6 separate regions of the Mus musculus genome follow, and regions 1, 2, 3, 4 and 5 are each linked to region 6. The links are chromatin contacts, called in public Hi-C and promoter capture Hi-C maps. All regions are on one chromosome and are shown on one strand. The core of a region is the stretch at or near the end of the contact, and the rest is flanking DNA. Distances in the headings are between cores, read along the strand shown. Region 1 holds the start of Rtn3 (reticulon 3). Region 2 holds the start of Zfp91 (zinc finger protein 91). Region 3 holds the start of Plaat5 (phospholipase A and acyltransferase 5). Region 4 holds the start of Fam111a (family with sequence similarity 111, member A). Region 5 holds the start of Dtx4 (deltex 4, E3 ubiquitin ligase). Region 6 holds the start of Fth1 (ferritin heavy polypeptide 1).

Region 1 (4,145 bases), core at 835-3,334, 2.5 Mb after region 6:
AGGGTTCCTGTTGCTGCATCAAAACAGTGACAAAAACAAAACAAAACAAAACAAAAAACAAAAAACAAACATGGGAAGGAAAAGGTTTATTCTACTTACTTCTGAAGGAAGTCAGAACTGGAACTCAAACAGGGCAGGAACTTGGAGGCAGGAGCTGATGCAGAGGCCGTGGAGAGTGCTGTTTACTGGCTTGCTCTCTAGCTTGTTCAGCCTGCTTTGTTATAGAGCCCAGAATCTTCAGCCCAGGGATGCTCCTACCCACAATGGGCTGGGCCCTTTCCCATTGATCACTGATTAAGAAAAATATCCTTTAGGCTTGCTCACCACCTGATCTTATGGAGTCATTTTCTTTTTCTTTTCTTTTTTTTTTAAAGATTTATTTATTTTATTTATATGAGTACACTGTAACGGTCTTCAAACACACACCAGAAGAGTACATCAGATCCCAGTACAGATGGTTGTGAGCCACCATGTGGTTGCTGGGATTTGAACTCAGGACCTCTGGAAGAGCAGTCAGTGCTCTTAACCACTGAGCCATCTCACCAGCCCTGGAGTCATTTTTTTTTTTTTTTTTCCAGAGACAGGGTTTCTCTGTTGTAGCCCTGGCTGTCCTGGAACTCACTCTGTAGACCAGGATGGTCTTGAACTCAGAAATCCACCTGCCTCTACCTCCCAAGTGCTGGGATTAAAGGTGTGTGCCACCACTGCCTGGCTGGAGTCATTTTCTTAATCAAGGTTCCCTCTTTTCAGATTTCAAGGTAACATAGAACTATCCAGCATGCCTGACTTTAACATAGACTTTAAGAAAAAAATACTTAAGCATTCACCAAAATAAGTAATTGGATTCCTGATTACTGGCATACAGTTCCCTTTGCCATCGTTCTCTGGCACTCAACAGCATCGGGGGACAGTTTGCTGCACTATCAATTGATGCCTGCCGTTGAGTGACAGAGTAAGATATTTTCCAGAGTCATTTTGGGAAATATCCTGGATCGTTTTCAGAACACTGCAACAACCAAGATGCTATCTGAGCTTTATTTGACCTTAAAAAACTGTCTAGGACAGATGCGGTCCACAGCTTGTTCCCCATCTGCAGCAGCCTGCTTGCCTAGCGCTCCCTCTGTGAGTTAGCATCTTTACAGAATTTGCTGAATCTGCAATTGCACTTTGGGTCATAGATTGCTACTTAGCAACATCAAATCCCACAGCTTTATCATCATTATGTACTTAAAATTTAAAAAGAACAAAATTTGACATAAATTGATGTCCAGTTTCAAATGTCATTTTTTGGGGGACTCATCTTAGGACATGAATAAAATTCAGTATTATGAGTATCTGTGCCTCATTTTTAATACCTCATTTCATGTCCACTCCATTCCCCCAGTCCCAACCAAGACGTTTTCTCCTGGTTTTCCTTTCCTCGGCAGCTTCTTTTTTATTTTCCAAAGTATGTTTTTTGTAGCTCAGAACATAGCTCAGAGAAAAGACAACCTGAAGCCTCTTTGGGAAGAAAAACAAGATAAAAATATGAAGCCGATTCTGTGCCTGCATTGCAATGTGATTGGAATGAGTAATAGTTTCTCATTCTGTTTAGCATCTTTCTCCACCTATCAAACATGGGACTGTACCATGCCTGCCTCGGTGGGGCGATATTACGACACGACCAGATAATTCAAAAAGAACATTACAGAGGGGGGGTCTTTAAATATTGTACTCTTTGGAGTCACAGGCTGGTACGTATCAGGCAAAGACATCAATTAGGATTTATAATAAAAAATTTGTAGCTTATGAAGGCATAAAGAAACATAATCTGCCAGCTAGAAAACATTCACATAAACAAGTGGAAGGTGGGGAGACTGGGCACGGTTAATCTGTAGCAGGGGCTGCAGTGGCGGGCCGGTTCTAGAGTTTAGCCACGCCCCTTACGTCAGGCTTTCCCCCATTCCCCCACCCCCTACCCCTCACCCCCGAGAGGCCTGCCCCACCCGCGGGCCCAGTCACTGCGTCCTTTCCTGCGGGAGCGCAGAGGGACAGTTCTTGCGCCTGCGCATTGCGTCGCTGCGCGCCTCCGAGGCCGCCGCCCGCGCGTCCAGGCTCTTTGTGCGCATGCGCGCTCGCACTCCTTCTCTCCCTGCGGAGCTCGGCTGAGTCAGTCAGTCTGTCGGAGTCAGTCTTCCGAACAGGCGTCGCCGGGAACTTCGGAGAGCCAGCTGCTGGATTATTCTGTGTCCCCTCCCACTCTCCCGCCCTACGTCTCTCTTCACCCTTCTCCCGCCCTTGCTCGTACAGCCATGGCGGAGTCGTCAGCGGCCACTCAGTCCCCGTCAGTCTCCTCGTCGTCCTCCGGGGCCGAGCCGTCAGCTCTCGGCGGCGGCGGCGGGAGCCCTGGAGCCTGCCCCGCCCTGGGGGCGAAGAGCTGCGGCTCCTCGTGTGCGGGTGAGGCGCGCGTGGGGCTTGGTCCCTGGGGAGCGCGAGCTACTGGGTCTCCGGGAAGGGGCGAGCGACCTGTCTGGGCCGTGGGCGGCTTTAGTCTCTTGGCGGGCATTTGAGGAACAGGCTAAGGGGGAGGGGAGCGAAGGACCGAGGTGAGGAAATAACGGGGTGTGAAGAAAACAGGTTGGGGGCGGGGTGGTGAACTAGAGTGGGCGTTGACGCTGACCCCCTGCAAGGGAGGGCACCGCAGTGGGGTGAAAACGGAGAAAGGCTATGTGCACCCAATGGATCGAGTGCTGGAGGCCCGAGAGCCCTAGGGTGGGTCGGGGGGTGGGGGTGACTTAGAGCAGGATTAGCGAGCCTCAGGGGATTGTGACAGGTGGGACGTAGGAGAAATGAAGTCGCTAGGATTTTGAGAGGGGTAGTGGTGGAAAAGGTGGCGTTGCAGGTTTGCAGACCGGTTGACACAATCTTAAATGGATGATATAGCCTTCCAAAAAAAAATTTTTTTTTTTTTTTGTTCGCCAGAAGGATCAGGAAGTTCTGTTACTGTTTTTGGCTAAACTGAATGCCAGATTTTTTTTTTTTTTTTTTTTTTTTTCTGAGACTCTGAGGTAGATGAGGCGTGATGAGAATAGCATGGGAAGATTTGGGAGGGAGCTGCTGATAGTCCAAGATGGATCCTTGGCTGCATCTGCAACACAGCCGGCTCTTCACCGGTGGTGCATCGTGGGGGTGGGGACACGCAGTCAGTTGCTATATTCTAGAAGATAATAAATACAGTCTTGCCAAGCCATCACCATGTTTTGATTTCTTGTTTTCGATGGCCTATTCTCAATAGCAGCATAACAAAAGGGAACGATTGCTGCAGGGGAAAGAATTCAGACAAAGCCTGGGCTGCTTGAACCCCCTTCTCTCTTGTGTGTGAAAAGACTAGGAGGGACGCTGGCGGCCTCCTTTAGTTTCTTTTGTATACAAGTCTGCCTGCTGGTGGGAGCTGACTGGCAAGCTCGACTCAGATCAGAGAGATCTGCAGTGCAGATGCCTTCTTGAGGAAAAATATGCACCACTGGCAGGTGGTGGTTCTTAAGAGAACTGAGTCTTTGGCGAAAAATTCGGTTTGTCAAAGGAAGGATTTTAAGAGGTTTAGAAAATGCTTTGTTGACTCCAGCGCAGTCTTGAATTATGACACAATATTCCTGATCTTAGCATTAAATATATTCTCTCATGTTTCCTAATACTGGCCTTCCACCTGTCTGAGAGCTTTGGTGCCCTGCAGAATTCTCCATGGGAATGGCCATTTGGATAAATGGTATGGGAGGAAGTTTTCTGGAGATAAAGGGAATGAGGCAGCATATTTTGAACCCTGGTTCTGTTTAAACCACCAGCATTTCTCTTTCAAATTTTTGCATTTTGGGCTATTTTCCAGATAAACGGTGGCTTTTCTATAACTTAGTGACTTGCCTTTAATCACTGCTTACTGTTTGGTTGGCCTAGTCCTAATTTCCAAATTTCTGATAAAAGTCTAGGTTTCAGAAGTTGGCCTTTTGTGCTGAAGATCAAATGTTAAGTATTGAGGAATCAGTCTAGCTAGCACTCAGAGAATTAAATTTTTAGCTATGGTTGTCATCAAATAGTGAAAAAAAATTTTAATACAAAGTAGCCCAGGCTAGCCCTGAATGCAAGATGATTCTGCCTCAACCTCCATGGGA
Region 2 (4,064 bases), core at 1,044-3,543, 2.8 Mb before region 6:
TTTTATATGTTTGTTTGTTGTTTTAATTGTGCTAACAGAAAAAGGCAGGTTGTGCAAGATTGAAGTTTTGATGCTACATTGGCCAAGGTGGCTATAAAAATTGAAAGTTAATTCTTTTTTTAATTTAAACACCTACTGTATTCAAGGGCTTATCTTGAACACACATAGAAATTTTAGGCTTATACTTAAAGAGTTTTCCAAGTTTAAGTTTCCCATTGCCCACTGCAGGCTATTTTCTGTCTCCTTCCTTTTCTTTCCTTCTCTTCCTCCTCCTTTTCCTATAAAACTAGAAGACCATGGAAGTACAGGTCCTTTCTTAAAATTTCTGATTAAATAGCATCAACTTCATTTCACTATTTGTACTTACTTAGTACAGCTGACCTCACTTCCCATACAAACTGTGATTTTTTAAAACAGACGTTTTAATAATTGTGTGTGTGTGTGTGCTCATGTAGGCATTCATAAGTTGTAAGAGTAAGAAAGCGCTCTCCTTGTACCACTGGGGTCCCACAGATGAAATTCATCAGACTTTTCAGCAAAGTGCCTTTATCTGCTAAGCAATCTCACTGGCCCAGATTATAGATTCTTTAAAGTTGAAGAGAAGTGGGTTCACTTTTGAATTCTCTGATCCTGGTTTATCCAGTTATTCAACATTCAAACGTCTACAGAATAAGGAAGAATCAATTGAGAAGATTTAAGATACTGGGTACTAAGCTTCCAGAATCTGAATTACAATTCCTGCTCAGTTCACAATTTCTCCAAAAAGGTGAGAGAGGTAGATTTTTATCTTATTGTGCCTTTGTTCATCTCAAAAGGAAACAAACAAACAACAAACGCATTTAACAGAAAATTGCCTAGAAAAGGCAGTATATAAAGAACTATAAGTATGGCCCTGTGAAGTGGGTTTTGTCCCAGTGTTTACCAAGAGACTAACAGGAATAGGGAGTAATAACTGGCTAGAAGAATAGAATAAAGGGATAGTTTTGTAATGATCATCTTTTAAAAGGAACAAGTCATTCATTTTACTAAAACCTTTTTTAAGAGGCTCGCTTTTTGTATTACTTTAAGCAGCCATTGGATGTCAGTGCTGTTCCAAACGTGCTCATTGCAAACAGCGCTAGAAAATTCATTCCTACTGATACCGTCGGGTTTTAGAACTGAAAAGGACACTAATCCTTTGAAAGCGCAAAACTCGGTAGACTATAAAACATTTGCCTTATCTGTGTGGCAAATGAGCCAGATGCTGGGAGGAAAAGAAGAAAGAAAAATGAACTTCTTTAAAAGTCTAAAATTTAATGGCTAATATAAAATTCTGAATCAGATTTCCAAACTTTGTATCTTTCCATACTGTTGTGTAGATTTTAACTTAAGACGTTTGCATCTTCGAAGTGTAAGGAGTCTCCTTGAAAGTCGTTTCCTGGTTGCAATGTGTAAAAGGCAACCCAAGGAATGCAAACAATGTTTAAGAGGGAAAGAAATGCATACAAACGTATAAGAGGCTGCATTACCACCAGTTGCGGTTTGAACGATTGGAAAGCCCCCTTTCCCCATCAGGAAGGTACTTAGCTGTAAACGCTAGTCAGAGCTGCTATTATGACTGTGTTTCCTGTGCCGCAGAAACATCTACAGACCGCAAAGGCATTCAGCCTCGGGGTGGAGAACGTGAGCGACAGCTAACTTATCCACAAAAAAATCAGTGAGTCACGCTAACCGGCTCTCCAGCTCCAGCACCACAGCCAACGGCAATTCCGTGGCGCCCCATCCCTACCAGGAAACAACTTTACACTTCGTCCTACACGTTTTATTAAAATTAAGTTGACAGACGCAGAACGAGTCCCTAACCTCCTGGGCTTCACAAGTGAGAGGCTCAACACAAGATGGAGGAATAAAAAGGAGCGTAGCTAACAGGTCGCAGAGGAGGCGTCAAATGACCAGACCGAAGTAAGTAAAGACTATGACGAGGGCACTTCGGAGCACTTACACAAAAAAAGATTAAAAGAAGTAGGATTCTCTCCCAGGGACCCCTAGCCTGTAATTGGCTCAATATTTTTGCCAGTTGTACGCAGGCGTCGCGACCTAACCCGGAAGCAATGCCTCGCTAAAACGTAATCTCAGACCTCAGATAGACGCTCCCAGCCTTCCCTCTGCCTCTAGTTTCCCATGATTTCTCTGGAAGCGCAGAGTAAATAGGACTACGTCTCCCAGAGTGCCCTCGGCGAAGTTGGCCCTGCGCGTGCGCCTCACGACTATCCCGCGCTGTCCCCTCGGCCCCGCCTCTATCCTATCGCCGCCATTTTTTCAGAGACTTTCATCCGGCAACGGACAGGGCCTTTTTTTTCTTAAAGGAGAAGCTGCAACTCAAATAATTTACCACTTCTCCCCTCGAGAGCTGGCGGCGCTGGGGACAGAAAGGCCAGAGCAGGAAGGTGGGGGTCTGGGTGGAGGCGGGATAACGTCCAGGCTACTTCTTAGGCTAGTAAGAACCCTTGAGGGGACAGCGGCGCCTCCGGGAGGCAGGTGCGCGCGCAGCCGGCAGGGGGGTGCGCGCGCGGCTGAGAACGGTGCGTTTTGTCCTCGCCTCCGCCCTCGCCAGCCCTGCCCCTCCCACCGCCCCTAGCTTGAGCCGAACTCCAAAGTGGGGGGGGAGAAAGGTCACTTTGGGATTGTCGCGAGACGCAGCCGTTTAACGGTGAGAACGGGCGCGCGGGCAAGGAAACCTCGCGCTCTCCCTCGGAGCCGTTTCCTGATTGGTTGGAGGAAGGGGTGGGGGAGGGCACCGAGTGCGCTGCTGCGTGTGAGACCGCGAGGGGCCGGGCCAGGGGGGCCGATCCTCCCCTCCGATTGGCCCGCTGCGTGTCCGTCCGGGTGCGCGCGTGCGCGCCGCCGGCGGTCGCTGGCTTGAGTGGCAGGGGGCGGGTGGGGGGGGGCGCCCTCGGAACGGGCGGAGGGGCGGGGGGGAGAGAGGCGCTCCGGAGTGAGGGAGCCGGACGCTCCGGGAGCCGAGGGGGGCGGGGGGAGCTGCGCCGCGGGCGCCGCCGCCTCCACCGCCTGGGACGCAGGGGTGGGGGACGGACGAGCCCCGATGCCGGGGGAGACGGAGGAGCCGCGATCCCCGGAGCAGCAGGACCAGGAAGGGGGCCCAGCAGCGGCGGCCGACGCGGCTTCGGAGGAGCTCCGGCCCGGCGCGGCGGCGGCGCCGGCGGCGCCTGCAGAGACCGCGAGCAGCCGCGTGCTGAGGGGAGGTCGGGACCGCGGCCGGACCGCTGCGGCCGCCGCCGCCGCCGCTGCCGCTGTGTCCCGCCGGAGAAAGGCCGAGTATCCCCGCCGGCGGAGGAGCAGCCCCAGCAACAGGCCTCCCGACGGCCCAGGGCATCAGCCCGCGGCCGCGAAGCCCCCGTCTCCTGCTCAGGGCAAGAAGAGTCCGCGACTCCAGTGAGTAACAGTCTTTGAAGCGTTGGGGAAGACCCCCCTCTAGTTCTCTCTCCCCTCCCGGCTCCCGTAGCGCCCGCTCCACGTGACACCCTGCTTGCTCTGCCCCCTGCCGGCTCGGCACGCCAGATGTCACGCCGCTGGCGGCCGGGCTCCGGCTGCTTCACTGCCTGTGGCCGCCAGCCCACGCCCGAAGTCGCCCAGTGCAGGCTGCACGCCCTCTGCCTCCCGCCTGCTCGGTCCTCACTCTGGCTTCTGCACCCCCTTTGTCAGCCTATCGCTTCCAGTGTTACATCACATCCCCGTTAGGAAATCAGCCGCACCATACTAGCCCTGAAGAGTGTTTTTACCTGTTCTTAACTTAGCATTCGAGCCACTTAGAAAGTAGCCTTCCTCGCCCTTCTAAATAGTCTGGTCGTCAGAGGAAAACACCGTTGTGCAAATTACAAGTATTTTCTACAACTAAACTAGATGTGTAGTTCTTTTTACTAGTATATAAACTTTTTCTTTATGCGGATATTTTAACGTAGGTACTTATTCTTAAAATTACATTGATCTGAATTACTACTTTGAACTAATTAGAGGCCCTTAACAGATGGCCAGGAGCAAAAATATTTTAAATTGCTCATTAGAGT
Region 3 (4,172 bases), core at 342-2,841, 2.4 Mb after region 6:
CATTCATCTTGGATTGGCATACCCTGCTGGTCCCTAAACACCCCTGTTATAATTAAACCTGTGGCCAAAGATGATTTATTCACAGCAACTTTAATTCTCCTCGATTCAACTCTAAATGTGTCTTCCTCTTCTCTATTCCTTGGAATGGGCTGCTGGTTTCCACAAGGTGTGTGCATTTTGCACTGGACTATGAACTTATTCTCAAATAAATTCTATTATTCATTCTCCCTTCCCCCTCTGGTCAGAGCTTTCTGATTATTTTCTAATTTGCACATTATTCTTTTCAAATCTCTATCAGTGAGTGATACACACTGATCTTAAAAGGAGAGAAGACGGTACATAATAGAGTATAATAAAATGCAAAACGCCTCAAACCTCCTCTCCTTGCCCCAACCTAATGCCCAGGCACAAACCTCCTAAATTTTTCACTGGTTTGTACTCCTACAAACTCACTCAACTTTGATGAGTCTGGAGAGTGGTCTTGTGGGTAAAAACTTCCACAAGATACGCCAACAGTCATCAGGTCTGCAGCCTAGTTCAATCTTACCCAGCAGGCGCTACTCACTAGTTTGTCCTTGGCAGAAACCATCTGGAGGAGGCAGGTTAGGGGGTGGGTATGGTGTTCTGCAGAACTAGCATCTAAATAAGATCTTCAAAAATGCTTCTGGTACCCAAAGCCCCAGTCCTCATAGTAAGACTCTTACCCCTGCTGAAAGCTTCGGGCCTGTTCTAATCGGCGGTCTTGCTTGAGTTGCTTCGGCAAGAACTGGACCAACAGCGCTTGAGAACTCGCTGAGTCTAGTTCAGGAGGGAAGGGGTGTGATTTAATACACAGCTGCCTTCTATGGGGGAAGGAGGGAGCCCCATGAAAGACCAACTCGAGTCAAAAGTGGGCTGCATGTTCTGATTTAGAATGGTGTCTAAAGCCAGGTGTGGTGGTGAATGCCTCTAATCCCACCACTCTGAAGGCAGAGAGGCAGACGCATTTCTGTGAGTTCCAGGCCAACCTGATCTACATAGTAAGAGTTTGCGGCCAGCCAGGGCTACATAGCAAAACCCTGTCTCAAAAAAAAATTATATCTGTGTGTGTGTGTGTGTGTGTGTGTGTGTGTGTGTGTGTGTGTATAAAATAAGAATTAGAACTGTGTCGGTTCCTGCTTTGCCCTCCATAAAATTTGTATGGGGGCTGTCTAGACGCAAGCAACTGCCAAACCATTTCTGGCAGGGGCCAACCGCTGGGAATTACCCTCAAAGATCTCGAGGGAGAGACCCTACTCCTGGGACTCCTGGGGCAGACCTGAGTGGGGTACAGTTGACTGTCCAGTTGCAGATTGGGTGTCACTTGACTCTGTACTTGAGGTCTTCGAGATCTGCGTGGGGCGTGGCCATGGGACCCTGGAAAGGCGGATCCCGAACTCCCCGCTGGCTGCTGGGCTCAGGCCCATCCCGCTGGGGCCAGCAGGGACAACGCGCCTGCAGGGAGGTGCGGACCAGGGTCCGCCTAGCCCCGGGATCATGGGCACTGGGGCCAGCGGGGCTGGAACGGAGGTGAGAGAGGTGGGGCGTCGCCTCCAGGGAGCGCGTGTCAAACGGCGGCGAGAGCGCGTGGGGCGGGACGCGCGGAATGAGGGCGCGCGCGGGAGCGGGTGGGGTGTGGGCCGCTGCAACTGTGCAGTAAGCGTATGCGTAGACACTGGCGCGGAGGAAGGCGCCCCAGCAACTCAACGGAAAGGCAGGCGCTCCACGCAGGAGTTAGGTCATTCATGAGTCACGCAAAGACGCGGTCCCAAAGTCCCAGAGGCAGCACCTGAGGCCGCTGGAGAAGTCGAGAGTTACTGACTAACCAAACACACCGAGGGCTTTGAGACCGGATTATAAAGGCTGGGAATTTCAATTTCTCTACACAGTGACATCCAGGCAAGCCTCCGCTAGCATGAGACACAAAAGCGAAACACGGGAGCTGGAGTGATGGCTAGGGTTCAGAGCATCTGTTGCTCTTGCAGAGAACTCAGACTAGGCTTCCAGCGCTCACCTGGCGACTCACAAAGGTCTATAAACCCAGTTCCAGAGAATCTGACGCCCTCTTCTGGCCTCCACTAGCTCTAGGCGTGCACATGGTATACAGACATATGTGGACAACACATATGCACATTAAATAAATCTTTTTGAAATGAAAGCCAAATAAATATACAATGTTTACACAAAGATGGGAACACACCCAGTACACAAGCCCCACCTACGTCCCCTGCTTTCCATCCATCTTCTCCCTCCTCCCTGAGTCTAATGTGTCCTTTGTCTCCACAGTCTAATGTGTCCTTTGTCTTTTCCTTAGTTTTTTACTATGGGACCTCGCTCTGCTGGGCAGGCAGGCCTTGAACTCCTGAGCTCAAGGGATCCCCATTTTCAGTCTCAGGACTGCGTACATACAGTGACTCTATCCACGCAAACTTGCACTCTACAAAGTCATGTACTTTCCATTTATGTGTTTGATGTGCTTTGGTCAACTTCACTATTCAAGTCTCCTTCCCTCAAAATCATCTCACCTCAATTTCTCTCCACATCCTTCACAGCCCCCCTCAGACATTCCTGGCCTTACAATTATTATTCCCAAAGTCCACGCATGACAGCATGCATGCTACTTGTCTTTCTGAGTCTGGCATAGTTTGATAAACATGATCCCCCTTTCCTTCCATGTTCCTACAAACAATGAAAAGTCCTTCTTTGCGGTTGAATAAAATACTTTCTCTAGCCATTGATATCCTCTTACCTTTTAACTATTTTTCCAAACCCCCTTTTGCAAACCTAATACCTTGGGGTTTTTTCATGATTGAAGCTTCATTTTTTTTTTAAAGATTTATTTATTTATTATATGTAAGTGCACTGTAGCTGTCTTCAGACACTCCAGAAGAGGGAGTCAGATCTCTTTACGGGTGGTTTTGAGCCACCATGTGGTTGCTGGGATTTGAACTCAGGACCTTTGGAAGAGCAGTCAGTGTTCTTAACCGCTGAGCCATCTCACCAGCCCTGAAGCTTCATTTTTAAAATGATGGCTGGCTTGAATATCTGTGTCCTTTCAAAATTCAGAGTGAAATTCTAACCCTAAGTAGGTTAAGTAGGTGAAAGACTTTGAGAACTTAGACCCCAAGGGCAAACTCCTCATGAATGGGACCTGTATCTTTATTTTAAAAAAACAAAAAGACCCCTACTGAGCTGGAAGCCTCCTTCACCACGTAGGTTATCTAGGCATTGCCATCTATGACCCTGAACACAGCTCTCATCAGATGCTGAATCTACTGGCACTGGTCCTGAGCATCCTAGCCTGGAGAACTTTGAGGCATTTTTGTTATCTACACGAGTCTTTGTTATAGATGCTACAATGGCTTGAATGAATGCTCAATGGGCTCAGATATTTGAACACTTATCCCTGGTTCATGGTTCTGCTTGGGGAGTGTGATGGCTGATCTTGGTTGCCAACTTGACTGCATCTGAAATCAGCTAAAACCCAGGCAGCTGACTCACCTGTGAGGGATTTATTTTTATTTGAGGTTCCACCCTAACTCTGGAACGGACTTTCTGATAACACACACACACACACACACACACACACACACACACTACAAAACATAGAAGAAGGAAGCTTCTGCTTTTTGCCTACTTGTCCTTACTCTCAGTGGCAGCAAGTTCATCTATCCTGCTGCTGCAGCATTCCTTCGGTAGTATTAGAACCTGAGTCTTCAAGATTCCAACAGAGACTAAAGACCAGCAGCTCTTCCGGGCTCCTTCTAGACTCCAAGCACCAGATCAAGACTGCAAAAATATCTACTCTGGAGGATTAACTGACTACTGGAGTCTTGGTCTTTCCATCATGAGACAGCCATCATAGGACTACTCATGGTATTTATTCATTCATTCAATCAGTTCTGTTCCTTTAAAGAACCCTGACTAATATAGGGAGGCTTAGGGTGTGTGGCCTTGCTGATTGTGGTGGGCTTTGAGAGAGAAAAGCCTGTGCCACTTGCAGTGTGTGCTCTGCTTGGTGGGCATGGTTGGGTACAAGCACTCAGTTTCCAGCTCCTGCCTCCACGTTTGCTGCTTGCTTCTATGCTTTCCCAACATCATGCACTCTTGTCCCTCTAGAATGTAAGGCCAAATAAGACACAACTTCTATAAGT
Region 4 (4,434 bases), core at 1,543-4,042, 2.6 Mb before region 6:
ACAGAGATTCAAATCCAGGGCTTTGTGAATAAAAGGTGATCGCTCTAACAGCTGGGCCACATATGAAACCCTGTAGTGTGTTTTTAACTAGTAGATGAAAGTCACACTCAACAAGTTAGGATTGTCTTTTTGTACAATTGCAGTGCCAATTTATTCACATCAAAATGCAACTAAGATACAGACATCACCTTTATTTTTTTTTTTTCCTTTAAAACATGTCTTGTTTTGTAGGCCAAGATGACCTCAAACTGGCCACCCTCCTGTCTCACCCTCCTCAGAGTTGGGACGAAAGTGAGCACAGCACACCCAACTTAATTATGCATTTTAGTCGTGTTTCCATCCATGTAGAAAGTGATCAGACGAAAACAGAAAGGTTGTCTGCGGACAGCCACCCACGGCTTGCTTCTTTTCTCTATGTGTAATTGAAGCACATACCCGGTGGGAGCCATGTAAAGCCTGTGTCCATGATCTTAACCCCTCCATTGTAGCACCTGAGTCCTAGATTTCTACCAGTAACTGCTGCTAAGGAGCTAGGAAGGATGTCTACTAGCCCCCCTGAACTAGTTCTGTGTTTGTGAAAAGCAGAAGCAACTAAAAATATGGCAGGGACATCCTATGAGAATTTGCACAGCAGGGTGAATGCCAAGAGTACGGGCTTAGCTTAGGCAGCCATGTTGGAGCTGCAGGGACCTGGGCTTACTGGCTGGCTCCTTCCTTTCTTTTTCTTTCTTTTTTTTTTTTTTTTTTTTTTGGTTTTTGGTTTTTGAGACAGGGTTTCTCTGTATAGCCCTGGCTGTCCTGGAACTCACTTTGTAGACCAGGCTGGCCTCGAACTCAGAAATCTGCCTGCCTCTGCCTCCCGAGTGCTGGGATTTTAAAGGCTTGGGCCACCACCGCCCGGCTACTGGCTACTTTCTGCCTCTTCCTCACCCTAAAAGGAGGGGCAGAGTCATCCTCATCTGCTGTGAAAATTGAACGGCCATCTGTGAACGATTACTCAGAGAATATTCCTGCTAGTGCTGGGATTGAGGCCAATATTTACCCACAGGGACACGCCTTGGACTTAAGAAAATGATAGTGCATGAGTACTTGAGGAACTGGTCTGGACTAGCTGATCTTGGTGGGCAGAAATTTCTGTTCAACCAGAAAAACAATGTGAGGTTCCCTGTCTGTTGATGGTTCATATTGTAAAATATAAAAGCTAACAGAAAGAAATATGAATTTGGCAGTTCACAGGCACATGCTTAAACAATTCTGAATCATTCCATATCTACCCCCACACAAACGATTTTCGGTATTCATGCTGGGTCATATTTTATTAGAATGTGGAGGAGGATCAGGTTAAAATGTCCACAGCCAGCCTGAGTTAAATGAGACTTTGTCTCAAAAAAAAATGGTGGAAATATCCTCTAATACAGAATTATTTGCTATATGATAGGTATTTGGAAGTTCATTGTATGATCCCCTCCTTCGTTTGTTTGTTTGTTTGTTTGTTTGTTTGTTTGTTTTTCGAGACAGGGTTTCTCTGTATAGCTCTGGGGATCCTGAAACTCACTTTGTAGACCAGGCTGGCCTCAAACTCAAAAATCTGCCTGCCTCTGCCTCCCCAGTGCTGGGATGAAAGGTGTGCGCCACCATGCCCGGCATATGATCCCCTCCTGCCTCCACTCCTCCTTGCTTTTTCAGTTAGAATGATGTGAATACAAATTCCTCCGAGTATACCACATTATAATTTGAGAAGACAAAGTACTTACATGTACTATCTTTCTTTAGTAGAGCAATAAACCAATATGGCCTGTACCAAGTCCCATCCTCGGTCTCCCTAACAGTTTCCTGGAATTGCTTTCTCCATCTTCTTCCCCTTTCTCTTGCCCCCTTTTTCTTTCCCCTGGCCTTTCTCACTCTCCCTATTTCTGAATAACGCCCTGCCCCACCAAGCCCCTTTAAGCCTCTTTCTGGCTTCTGAGCCACATCCGTCCCTCCCTATTGCCTAATAACTTCCTCTCCAGCCCCTTGTCTCCCTCCCCCACCTTCACTTCCCCCTCTCTTAAAGGCGCTTATTTTCTGGCTAGCCATGTGCACATTCTTGCCTACTTACTTTTCTCTCAGAAAGGCTTTCCAGAGGCAAAGACCAGAGCTGATCTAAGCCTGCCTCTTCCTACACTACCACATCATCAATACCAGCACGCTGAGGCTAGAATGCTGAAAACAACCCTGGGCTCCCTGGGTCCTTCAGATGGGTTAGCCCTTCTGCCTCTGTCCCAAGGGCTTTCCAGCGCTAGAAGTTCCCCCATGCCACCAGTGTGCCTGAGATTTCACCCACTCTTCATTTCAGAGTAGCACAGTTTGTTTATGGACCTGCCACCTTCCCTGGCTCACAGCTAGGACCAGCTACACTTGAACCCAACATCTAGCATTAAGTCTGCTTTTGGGAGGAAACCGTCACAGTGCCCTTAAAGAACACTAAAGATGACTGGTATTTTCTAGTCCTCAGCAGAACATACTGGGTTATGTTGATGGAAACAGCAGACAAATCAGGTTAATGTAGTAACCACCTATTCGAATATGGATAGCTTCCACTCCACCTGCTAGGCAAGCCTGAGAAAGAAATCAGTATTTGTCACTTGTGTATTTTTATTCCAAGATGAAATAGACTTGCTAAATATATTGGTGAATATTTGCTGCACACCACATTCTGACATGAAGAAATTAATCTTAAAGTGGCTTTTTACTTACTGGATCTTTCCACTCTATGGCAGCTTCGCTCCAGCCGCTGGAATCCCGGGTCTTTTAGAAAAAACAGAACCAGACTGTCATTTGACGTCTTTGTTCAGAGGGTGGAGAGACTGCGGATTGGTCCTTTCTCTGAACAGCAACCAGCTGTGCTTCAGTCCATTGGCTGCATTCAGAGCGCGGGACTGGACCAGAGCAAGCGCAGTGTGCATCCGCCCTGGTCTCTAAGGGCCGCCTAGTCAAGGAAGCCCGCCAATCGAGTGGGTGTGGTCCTCTACTCTCCAGGGATCTCCTTTTAGAGCCTAGTCAAATGAGGTATGCTAACTGGACTCAGTGGGAAGCTGAGGAGCCAGGACTAGATCTGGGTTCCCTCCTGGTTTCAGGCAGGTCCAGGGATTTTCTTCCAAATAGCAAGAGAGACCAGGGCAGCAGGTTAGTGACATGCTTTCTGGCTGCAGGCAGGAAGAGAATGAGCTAGGAGGAGGAAGGCTGGAGGACTCAGGGCCTTTCTAGGGGGTAACATCCCCACAGCAGACCAGCTTCAGTACTTGAACAAATCAGAAAGAAGCTGCAAATCCTTGTCAAAGACTCATTTTTCAAAAATGTATTAAATTTATTATTTGTGTGTAATATGTGTATGTGTGTGTATGCCACATGTCACAACTTTCAGGAATTCAGGCTCTTTCCTACCATGTGAGTCTAGTGGATCAAACTCAGTCAGACTTGGCAGCAGATGCTGAGTCATCTCGATGACCTAATAAATTGATTTTTTTCCAGATGTGCATCATTGGGAGTAAATATTTTCTACTCATAAAGAGAGTGTCCACTCCAGAAATATGAGCTGTGATTAAAAAGGAGGAAGAGGAGGGAGGGAGCCAGGCAGGGAGTGGGAAGAGATTACTGGGAGACACAACTGTTATGGGGCAAGAAGGAGGATGCTTAGGGCATGGCTAAAGAACTAGGGCAGTGGAAAGTCCCAGGAATCTATAAGGGTGACCCCAGCAATGGGGGATACAGAGCCTGAACCAGTAATCTTCTATAACTGGACAAGATTTCCAATGAACAGTTTGGGACACTAACCCAGCCACAAAGCATTCTACCTACAAATTGTCCTGCCTACAAGATAGTCTGGGGAAAAGTGGTGCAGAAATTGTGGAGGTGGCCAGGGATGACTGGTCCATCTTGAGACCCATATCATGTGAGGAAGCCAACCCCTGACACTACTAAAGATATTCATTCATACTTGCAGACAGACGCCTAACATAATCATTAGCAGAAAGGCTTTACCCAGCAATGAATGGAAACACAGATGCAGAAACCCACAGCCAAACATTAGGAAGAGCTTGGGCAATCCTGCAGAAGAAAGGGAGGAAGATGGTAGGAGTCAGAGGGGTCAAGCATACCACAAGAAAACCCACAGAATCAACTAACCTGTTTCCATAGCAGCTCACAGAGACTGAGCAGATTACAACTATTGCTACCACCTTGGAGAACCCAAACATCTCTGAAAACCTAAAACATATATCTAGCTATATGCTCTTTTCCACATCTACCACACCCCAGAGTTTGTAGTTCACATAGATTCTAGAATGGTTTTTAACAATGTAAGTCAGTTTACATCATTACTCAGTCCCACAGTCTCCCTCTAGACTAGATTTTACACATTTGTGACAAAACTCAAGACTTCCTGTGGCCTACCAG
Region 5 (4,175 bases), core at 342-2,841, 2.5 Mb before region 6:
CTCTGGAGTTAGTAGTTATAGTTGACTCTGTTTAGAGATTGTTCTTCTGGTGATTCTGTTACCGTCTATCAGCAGACCTGGGAGACAGATTCTCTCCTCTGAGTTTCAGTGCTCAGAGCACTCTCTGCTGGCAAGCTCTCTTACAGGGAAGGTGCGCAGATATCTTGTATTTGGACCTCCTCCTGGCCGAAGAAGAAGGCCCAAAACAGGACCTTTCTCAGACACTGTGTTGCTTTGGCAGTTCCCAGGTGGTACAGACTCTCACCTAAGCAGACTAAATTCCTAAGTTCCTTGGAGTCCCAGGACCAAGATGGCGACCGCTGCTGCTGTGGCTTAGGCCGCCTCCCCTGCCGGGTGGGCACCTGTCCTCCGGTCCGGAAGGTGGCCAGCTGTCCCCGGCCCACACAGGGTGCTGCCTCAGCGCCTCTGTGCTTCTGCCTGTTCCAGAAGCTGTCAGGTTCTCTGGCGCACCCTCTCACCTGTTCAGACTCACAACTAATTACTATATATTCACTCTCTCTAACAAGTTACCCAGGCGCAAATGTTTTCCTGTGTTGTCATTCATTTCACTTCTACTATACTACCCTGCCGTGTTATCGTGGTAGACACAAGAAGACGGAGTGCAAAAGAGAATGGTCAGAAAGTAAACGTTAGTTCTTTCTACTTCCTGTTTGTCCTGCAAGCAGACAGTTAAATATTTCTTAATACCCACCCACACCTTTCCCCAGTTTAAGTTTCCTCTATCTGGAAATTTCTAGTTTATCTGCTTAGGAGCGGTTTTCTGTTTGTCTCCTCAAATATAAAAGGAGCACATGAAACTATGGAAAAGCCATTCCAAAAAAGATTAACAATCTCATTACCAATATAAGATTGCTCCAAATTCCAGCTTCACTTTGTCAGAACGGATTCATTGTGCAGTTCCACCCACGGAGAAACAAAGTGTGTGTTTTCTGACAAGGTTAATACATAATTCTCTTTAAAATGTCTAACTTAATTCGTTTGGAGACCTGGTCTGGATATGTGGCATGAAATTCTCCATCTTCTTGCTTCTCAAGTGTGGAAGTTGCCCGTGTGATGTACCATGCCAAGCAATAATGTGCAATACAGGCTTCAATCCCCTTAGTCAGAACCCACTTTATATTACTTTCCTCTTTAGCCATTGATGATCAAAATGAGCGAGTCTAGCTTGCGTTTGTTCTGCTGTCTCATGGTTTTATTTACATAGACACTGCAGGATGAATTAGTCTACCTTGTGTCTTCTAACAGAAAAATTGGACAGCAAGAACTTCTTTTCTCTCTATGTAAACGCAGGGAACCCTTGGCACTGGCTCTCGATGGTCACAAGTGTGTGGCCTTTGACCTGCACTTGAGGATTTGGACCAGCAGGGGGCATGGAAGCTCTAGATCGCTGGTGCTAGTGGCCATGGGGCGTGGCTTTTGCATCTTTGATGGACAGCTAGGGAACGGTGCAGACGAGGATGAGGTAATAACGGACAGAACAAGGAGAGCGTGGGGCAATTCCTGTGTGTGTGTGTGTGTGGGTGGGGGGTGTTGCGTGCGTGTGTGGGTGTGGATGTATGTGTGTGTGACAGAGAGAGAGAGAGAGAGAGAGAGAGAGAGAGAGAGAGAGAGAGAGAGAATGCGTATGCATGCACGAGCTGTAGGGAGATGCGAGCCTCTGAGCTCACGCCGCGGACACGGCCGGTGCTGAGCTGAAAACAGACAGACAGACAGTTCCATATTTGAACAGGCTGCAAAGTTGGGTCCTGGCAGTGGCAGCTGGGACCGGGATGGCGCGCGTGCTCTCGAGACTGGGGGACCAGGGAAGCCTCCGCGGGCGCGAGCTCGCCTTGGCGCTCTGCCCGGGAGGGGCGACTCCTCCTGGAGGCCACTGAGCCGAGCCGCAGGGAGGGGGAGCTGTGCCACCGCGGTCGGCTTACTCGAAGCGGAGAGAGGGCGGAGGGCGTGACCGTGCGGCGCGATCCACGCGGGCGCCCGCGGAGCCCGAGGCGCAACTGGTGCGAGGCGGGTGCAGCGTCGCGCTCGGGCCGCGCGCCCCCGGGTGGCTTTGCAAGGCGGGGCGGCGAGTGCGCAGGGCCGGGCCTTTGCATGAAGCCGCTGGACCCCTCGGAGCAGCGGCAGAGGCGGCGGAGCCCGGCGGAGCGCAGTCGGAGACGGGCAGCTCCGGGGTCCGTGTCCCAGTGCCTACGCGGCTGCGGACTCCCCCATGGGCCGCAGCTGAGGCTTCCCGCAGCGGTGGGGCGCAGACCGGGGGGCGCGGTTGAGACCCGGAGGCGGCGGCGCCGGAGGAAGCGCAGAAGGCCGGGCCCGGGAGGTGGGCAGCACCGCGCCGCAACCCCGGGCTCGCCATGCTCCTGGCCTCGGCAGTGGTGGTGTGGGAATGGCTGAACGAACACGGCCGCTGGCGTCCCTACAGCCCAGCCGTGAGTCACCACATCGAGGCGGTGGTGCGCGCTGGTCCCCGCGCCGGGGGCAGCGTGGTGTTGGGCCAGGTGGACAGCCGGCTCGCGCCCTACATCATCGACCTGCAGTCCATGAACCAGTTCCGCCAAGACACGGGTGAGCCATTCACATCTCTTGTCTGTCCCAGGAGCTCCCGCCTCGTGGGTCCGCTGTGATCCACCCAGTGGCCAGCTTTGCTCACTGGTATCAGCTATAGGTGTTGAGGGCAGGTGCTTCTCTTCCCTAGGTCCTCACAGGATTCCAAGACCACCTCCAAGTAAATGTCCTTGCAAGTAGTTTAAAGAGTCTTGATTATACAACCCAGCCTCAGCCTAGCTGCAGGAGAACCCCTTTATGCCCCCATCAGCCCCTAGTAGCCGTTTGTGCAAGAACTCTAGGGTTTTGCAAACCGCCTCCCACCCCCCAAGAAATGCTGACTCTTCAGCAAGACATTACTTGAACCTCTTGGCTCACACCTGCTCACACTTGCTCACACCTCAGTTCACCCTGCTTTGCCTCAGGCACCTTTGGGCCTAACATACACTTGCCCCCACCCCCCACCCCCTTTCAACTTTAATGTCTATATGGCCCTCTTCTAGGGACCCAGCCTTCCCACTGTCAGCTCCTGGGTAAGAGACTTGGGGAGGCAAAGGGATCCCCAGTCTCCAATTACTGTCTATTGTATGAAAGGGCTGGGACAATACTGGGAGAGAGTGGAGCATGGGTTCCAGGACTGGAGCATCCTGGATGTGGTGGCATCCGCAGATGCCTCTGCTTGTACACTCCAAGCACTGAAGCAACAGGCCAGAGCAGATGGAGAGAGGAGGCGGGAGGATTGGGCTCTGGAATGCCTGGCAGGGAAGCTGCTCCCTTTGTCCATAGAGAAGGAGGAGGAGGAGGAGGAGGAGGGACGGAGGGAGGCAGCAAGAGAAGAAGAAAGGCTAAGAAGAAACTGTCCTTAGGTTTTTTGCTTAAAATAGCAAACAGGAGCCACCACTCTGACCTCCCAAGGCACTAAACTCCATAAAAATTAAGTTGCCACTAGGTCTGCCGCAAATCTCGCAGCCGTGTAGCTCTTCCAGATCCTAGCAAGGAAGGGAGCTCTATAGGTTACGTTAGAGTGAGGGTTGGGAGATACTGGAGAGAGAAGAAAAGCAAGGGTGCTGCTCTCTTCTTTGGGTCTAGTTTGTCCCGGCTTAACTGATGACTTGGGACAAGTTTCCGTCTCCATACAGTAATCTCTTCAATTGGGGGGTGGGTGGGGTCATTTCTGGAATTCTGGCTAGCCTGTCCCAAGGGTGTAACTGCAGAGCCTGGAGCAGGTGTGGGGGGGAGGGGGGGGGGGAGAAGAGGAGAAGAGGAGGAGGAGGAGGGCCCTGTGACTCAGGGAACAGCTGCTGGACAGGTCCCCCGTAGCTTCCTAGGAAAGCCTTCACATCCTGTGTGCTAATTGGGATTGTCATGGGAAAGAGGTGCAGTCCCTCACTCTTGTGATCTGTAGTCGTAACTCTGAGCAACCTCTTTGCCAAGAATTGTATGACCATGGCCAATAGAGGAAACCTTTCTGGAGGGGGGAAAAAAGTTCCAGAAGTTTAACATCTGGTTGGCTGGAACTTTGATAGAAAAAGCAGGGAAGAGGAGCTGAGAGACAGAGAAGAAGAGAAAATAAGTAGAAATGTTGGGAGATGGGGAGAAAGGATTAAATGTAACCT
Region 6 (4,239 bases), core at 1,589-4,088:
GTTTTAAACCTGCTTCCACCTTTGTCCTCAGTCAACTCATGCTATGAATACTCTCCCACAGGGATGAAGCTGGCACCAAACCTGTTCTCTATGAGTGATGCCTCACAGCCTGGCCCTGACTTGCAAGGATGCCCAGCAGGGCACTGACCCAGTCAAAGGCACACAAGCAGCGACACCCAGGAGTGTGTTCCCACGACAGTCTAGCATGTAACTCAGAACCAAGAGTACTTAATAGTCCTGCCTGAAAACACCTGTATTTTACGATCTTTCCCAAACTAAGGAGTTTAATAAACGTGAATATTCTTTTAGGTGTTTCAGTGTGATTAGTATAACTGGCGGTGAAGCAACTGGAAGCTGGAATGCTTATCCTCAATCACAAAGAAAAGAAGCTGGGTACCAAAATTCTTTATTTGAAGAAATGGTACAAATTAAAGAACTTAAGCAGATGTTTTGGTGCAACTTATAGAAAAGATGAAGGCAGCCTGACATGCATGCACTGCCTCAGTGACCAGTAAAGTCACGTGGCTTTGGGGAAGTCAGCTTAGCTCTCATCACCGTGTCCCAGGGTGTGCTTGTCAAAGAGATATTCTGCCATGCCAGCTTCAGGGGCACCCATCTTGCGTAAGTTGGTCACGTGGTCACCCAGTTCTTTAATGGATTTCACCTGTTCACTCAGATAATACGTCTCAATGAAGTCACATAACTAGGAAAGAGAACATGGGACAAAGTTACTGGTCAGCTCTCCCAAGTCCTGCGGCAAATCATCTCCTCCACTCATCCCACGTTTCCGATACTCACGTGGGGATCATTCTTGTCAGTAGCCAGTTTGTGCAGTTCCAGTAGTGACTGATTCACACTCTTTTCCAAGTGCAGTGCACACTCCATTGCATTCAGCCCGCTCTCCCAGTCATCACGGTCTGGTTTCTGAATGAAACATCGGGTCAAGTCATCTACCAATCAACCCAAGCCAGGAAACACCTCACACTGAGCCATCATGCTCTGGGCAAAGGATTGCCCTCAATTTCCTCTAAGCTTTCACCGCAGGATGCTCGACAACTGCCATTTGCCAACAACACAAGGACAGAAGCCTCAGTGCACCATCATTTCCTGAATAAAGTCTAACCGCTCATTTAGGGCACCCCTAGGATCTACTTACCTTTATATCCTGCAGGAAGATTCGGCCACCTCGCTGGTTCTGCAGCTTCATCAGTTTCTCGGCATGCTCCCTCTCCTCATGAGATTGGTGGAGAAAGTATTTGGCAAAGTTCTTCAGAGCCACATCATCTCGGTCAAAATAACAAGACTGAAAGTGGAAAGGGTACATGTTACTGATCTCCACTGCAAGGCACCGCAATGGCTGTATGCAAAGGCTGTGAGCCATCCTACTCGGCCTTTTAAAAGTTCAGTAAGGATGGGAAGGCAAACCTTGGGACTTGGCTTTATCAAGTGTTCTACGGCTCGGTATTAGTGCAGAGAAAAAAATTTAAGCCAAGCCCAAATCTACTTGTCTAAGAGGTAGGGTGCTAGAGTATCCTGCATTGGGAGGCCATTTTTCTCCTCCTTCACCAATCATGTAAAAAGTAGCTAACACAAGGTCACAAGGCTTCCAGCTCTACAAACAACCACTGATTTATAAAATTAATGCATCATGCCCTGTTAACAATTGAGGGCATTGCATTTTAGCACAAATATATTAGGAGAAGCTTTGATTTTCAGTTTTAAGCACTCAGTGTATTCATATTCCAGGAATGACAGCCACAGAAGTTGGACCTGTTTCAAAGTCCAGGCCTTCCCCAAACCTGTTTTTCAGAAACTATTACATGGAAAACTTCCTTGTCCAGCAATTGATAGCAGGCTTTTCCCAACAAGTATGTACCTACCACTTGTTAGTAAGCCACACTCATGCAAAATAAGAAAAATACAGTAACATGATGCCTTGTAAATGCAAGGTCGGGGTGACACTGATAACTACAGAAGGGGAGATTCCTAGCGATAAGTTTCAATGCAAGTGAGGCTCTGTGATAAGCAGAGAGGTGGAGGCGGCTGCTTTGAAGGGGACAAGAGTAAGCTCACAAGAGATAAGCCTCTTTACACCAGGCCCCAAGGCTGCCACTCGACACCATGACCAAGCAGACCCGCCATACTCCAGGAGGAACTGGAGCAGGATGCATAACCAAACAGAGAAGCTTGTAGGCCACGTGATCGGAGGGGACGAGCGTGCAGAAAATGCACCTAACTGCAGGGTTGATTGGCCAGGCTGACAGTCGTACTGCCCTAAGGCTTCAAAAAAAAGTGGTGTAATGACATGCCTGATCTATGCAGGAGCCACAAGGTGCTATGTGCTCAGACTTGCCACGGCAGGGCTGCCTGCCTTAGGAAAGAACCCCGAACAAACTCCATTTTCCAGAAGGGCGCTGGAAGGCGGGGAAGCCCGCAGCAGGCCACGCCCCGACCCACCCTCCGCCGGCTCCCCAAGTGGCCCTGAGGAGGCCGCACTCACCATAGACAGATAGACGTAGGAGGCATACAACTCCAGGTTGATCTGGCGGTTGATGGCAGCCTCCGCGTCCTGGTGGTAGTTCTGGCGCACTTGCGAGGGAGACGCGGTGGTCATGGTGGCGGCGGGGCGAGGCGCGGTGGCGACGCTGGAGCGGCGGAACGACGAAGTTGCAAAGGGCTCAGGCTCGAAGCGGCCGGCGGGGGTCGGAGGGGTCGAGCACCGGGTTCCGTTCAAGCACTGTTGAAGCAGGAAACCGCGGCGACTCTGGGCGAGAACGTCTGGCGCAGGAGGGGACAGCGGGCCGCACTTATAGCGGGATCCTGCGTCAGGCGAGCGCTGGCCAATCAGCGCAGCGGGCCGCGCCGCCCCGCCTCTTCCTGTGGGCGTGTTGCCCAAACCCGCAGGGCGCGGGCGGGGAGGAGCCTGTGTGAGTGTGAGGCGACGCAAGGGGCTCTGAGCTTCTGCAAGAGCGGTGCCTGGCAACAAGCGCGCTGTTTCTGTGGCCCGGGGCGGGCGTAGTTGGATCTAGCCGTACTGCAGAGGCATCTGGGTCCCAGATGGGCACAGAGGGTACCGATGAGGATGATTTTCAATTCTCACAGGATATCCCTAAACTCTAGGCAAAGTGCGTGTTGTTAGTCGTGACATACACCAGACAGCGACTTCGTCTTACAAATAGGAAAATGGAAGCGTGGCGCTGTAAATGGCGAACGACATATAAGTTGGACTGGGAAAGAGCGGCTTTCCCTCCTTCAGAATCTGTGGAGAGAAGCTCAGAGGAGGAGTAGGGGAACTATTGGCGAGGAGGTTAGGGTCTACCCTGTTCTTCTGACTCAAGCAACCCCGGCTTTTTGCTAAGGCAAACATGGCTCTGAGAACAGTTGAAAAAACAAAGGCTAAGAAGGCGCATTTCTCCTTAGAGCAGGACAACAGCCGTCTGTCTATAGGGCAATCCTGGGGCCAAACCATTTAGGTTTCTGAGAAAGCCCCTGGTGATGCTTGAAATTAAGAGACGTCTCTGGATTAGAAAAGTAAAGAAGTGACCTACGTGTGTCTGTTTCAAAATGGTCTCCTTTATCTTTCTCAGTAACCTTTGGGTTTGTCCTTGGAGTGAAGTTGATGCTTGCAGAATGGCAGGTGACAGGTGCAGGAAACTGCAGAGGGACAAGCCAACTGTGTCTATCTTGTAGCTGTGGCCCAGCTTCAAAATGGGTGCGAATTCTTGGATAGCAAGCAGAACTAGAGATTAGCCACTGCGTCTTGCTAGGCCCTGCCATCCACATCCACTTGTGCTCAGCCTTGTCTAGTCTTTAACACAGGTGGAGAACCAGCAGATGCTGTTCATATTCTCAAAACTGGAAGTTGGACTTCGATTTTGTTGTTATTGTTTTGAAGCAAGATTGACAAAGTTACTGGATCAGTAACCCAGACTGGCCAGGGACTCTCTGTGTAAGCCAGGCTGGTTCGTCAGAGAGCTGGGATTATAACCCTCTTCCCCCCTTTTAAGGTACGTCTACTGAAATACATTACTAGTACTTAGTCTTTTAAAACTACACGTTATATATGTTCTTTTCAGGAAAGATTTCAGTGGTAATCTAGCTGCAGGATGCTTCTGGATAAATATCCTGGAGTCAGACTTCAGGACGATGGCCCTAGGAGACTGATGCTGAGCTAAAGTTGATGAACAAATTCCCTTTGGAAAGTGGAGGAGGGAGGTGGGGAAAGGAGTTCTAAGTAGA

What was found. Promoter capture Hi-C pulls out the DNA fragments that hold promoters and counts their contacts. Hi-C and Micro-C count contacts between places; a contact is called where the count stands out from the background. Capture Hi-C pulls out chosen DNA fragments and counts their contacts.
Region 1: a promoter capture Hi-C map of liver shows a contact between it and region 6, with 2.8 times the contacts expected there. A contact is called at or near these places in 3 of 39 promoter capture datasets (hippocampal neurons, liver and pre-B cells), 1 of 130 datasets of targeted methods (bone marrow-derived dendritic cells) and 1 of 9 other capture datasets (liver).
Region 2: a contact with region 6 is called in a promoter capture Hi-C map of hippocampal neurons, with 5 times the contacts expected there. A contact is called at or near these places in 5 of 39 promoter capture datasets (hippocampal neurons, liver, neutrophils and 1 more), 1 of 484 Hi-C or Micro-C datasets (CD8 T cells), 1 of 130 datasets of targeted methods (astrocytes) and 1 of 9 other capture datasets (adipose tissue).
Region 3: a promoter capture Hi-C map of cranial neural crest shows a contact between it and region 6. A contact is called at or near these places in 3 of 39 promoter capture datasets (cranial neural crest, embryonic stem cells and hippocampal neurons).
Region 4: a Hi-C map of regulatory T cells shows a contact between it and region 6, with 15 times the contacts expected there. A contact is called at or near these places in 1 of 484 Hi-C or Micro-C datasets (regulatory T cells), 1 of 130 datasets of targeted methods (bone marrow-derived dendritic cells) and 1 of 9 other capture datasets (adipose tissue).
Region 5: a promoter capture Hi-C map of hippocampal neurons shows a contact between it and region 6, with 3 times the contacts expected there. A contact is called at or near these places in 2 of 39 promoter capture datasets (hippocampal neurons and liver), 1 of 130 datasets of targeted methods (bone marrow-derived dendritic cells) and 1 of 9 other capture datasets (liver).

Annotation. Positions count from the first base shown.
Region 1 is chr19:7,481,230-7,485,374 of GRCm38.p6, reverse strand. It overlaps Rtn3 (reticulon 3), which reads left to right and starts at 2,084. Exons shown (of 9, transcript NM_001003934.2): 1 at 2,084-2,436. The coding sequence starts at 2,292.
Region 2 is chr19:12,794,352-12,798,415 of GRCm38.p6, reverse strand. It overlaps Zfp91 (zinc finger protein 91), which reads left to right and starts at 2,293. Exons shown (of 11, transcript NM_053009.3): 1 at 2,293-3,432. The coding sequence starts at 3,083. Gm44505 (predicted readthrough transcript (NMD candidate), 44505) reads left to right here and starts at 2,293. Exons shown (of 13, transcript NR_024093.1): 1 at 2,293-3,432. It also overlaps a transcript of Lpxn not described here.
Region 3 is chr19:7,609,956-7,614,127 of GRCm38.p6, reverse strand. It overlaps Plaat5 (phospholipase A and acyltransferase 5), which reads right to left and starts at 1,591. Exons shown (of 6, transcript NM_025731.3): 1 at 1,298-1,591; 2 at 705-798. The coding sequence starts at 1,445.
Region 4 is chr19:12,571,883-12,576,316 of GRCm38.p6, reverse strand. It overlaps Fam111a (family with sequence similarity 111, member A), which reads right to left and starts at 2,792. Exons shown (of 4, transcript NM_026640.2): 1 at 2,737-2,792.
Region 5 is chr19:12,499,412-12,503,586 of GRCm38.p6, reverse strand. It overlaps Dtx4 (deltex 4, E3 ubiquitin ligase), which reads left to right and starts at 1,591. Exons shown (of 9, transcript NM_172442.3): 1 at 1,591-2,580. The coding sequence starts at 2,370.
Region 6 is chr19:9,981,245-9,985,483 of GRCm38.p6, reverse strand. It overlaps Fth1 (ferritin heavy polypeptide 1), which reads right to left and starts at 2,838. Exons shown (of 4, transcript NM_010239.2): 1 at 2,501-2,838; 2 at 1,157-1,303; 3 at 799-924; 4 at 373-703. The coding sequence starts at 2,614. The coding sequence ends at 542. It overlaps Best1 (bestrophin 1), which reads left to right. Exons shown (of 12, transcript NM_011913.2): 12 at 62-312. The coding sequence ends at 98.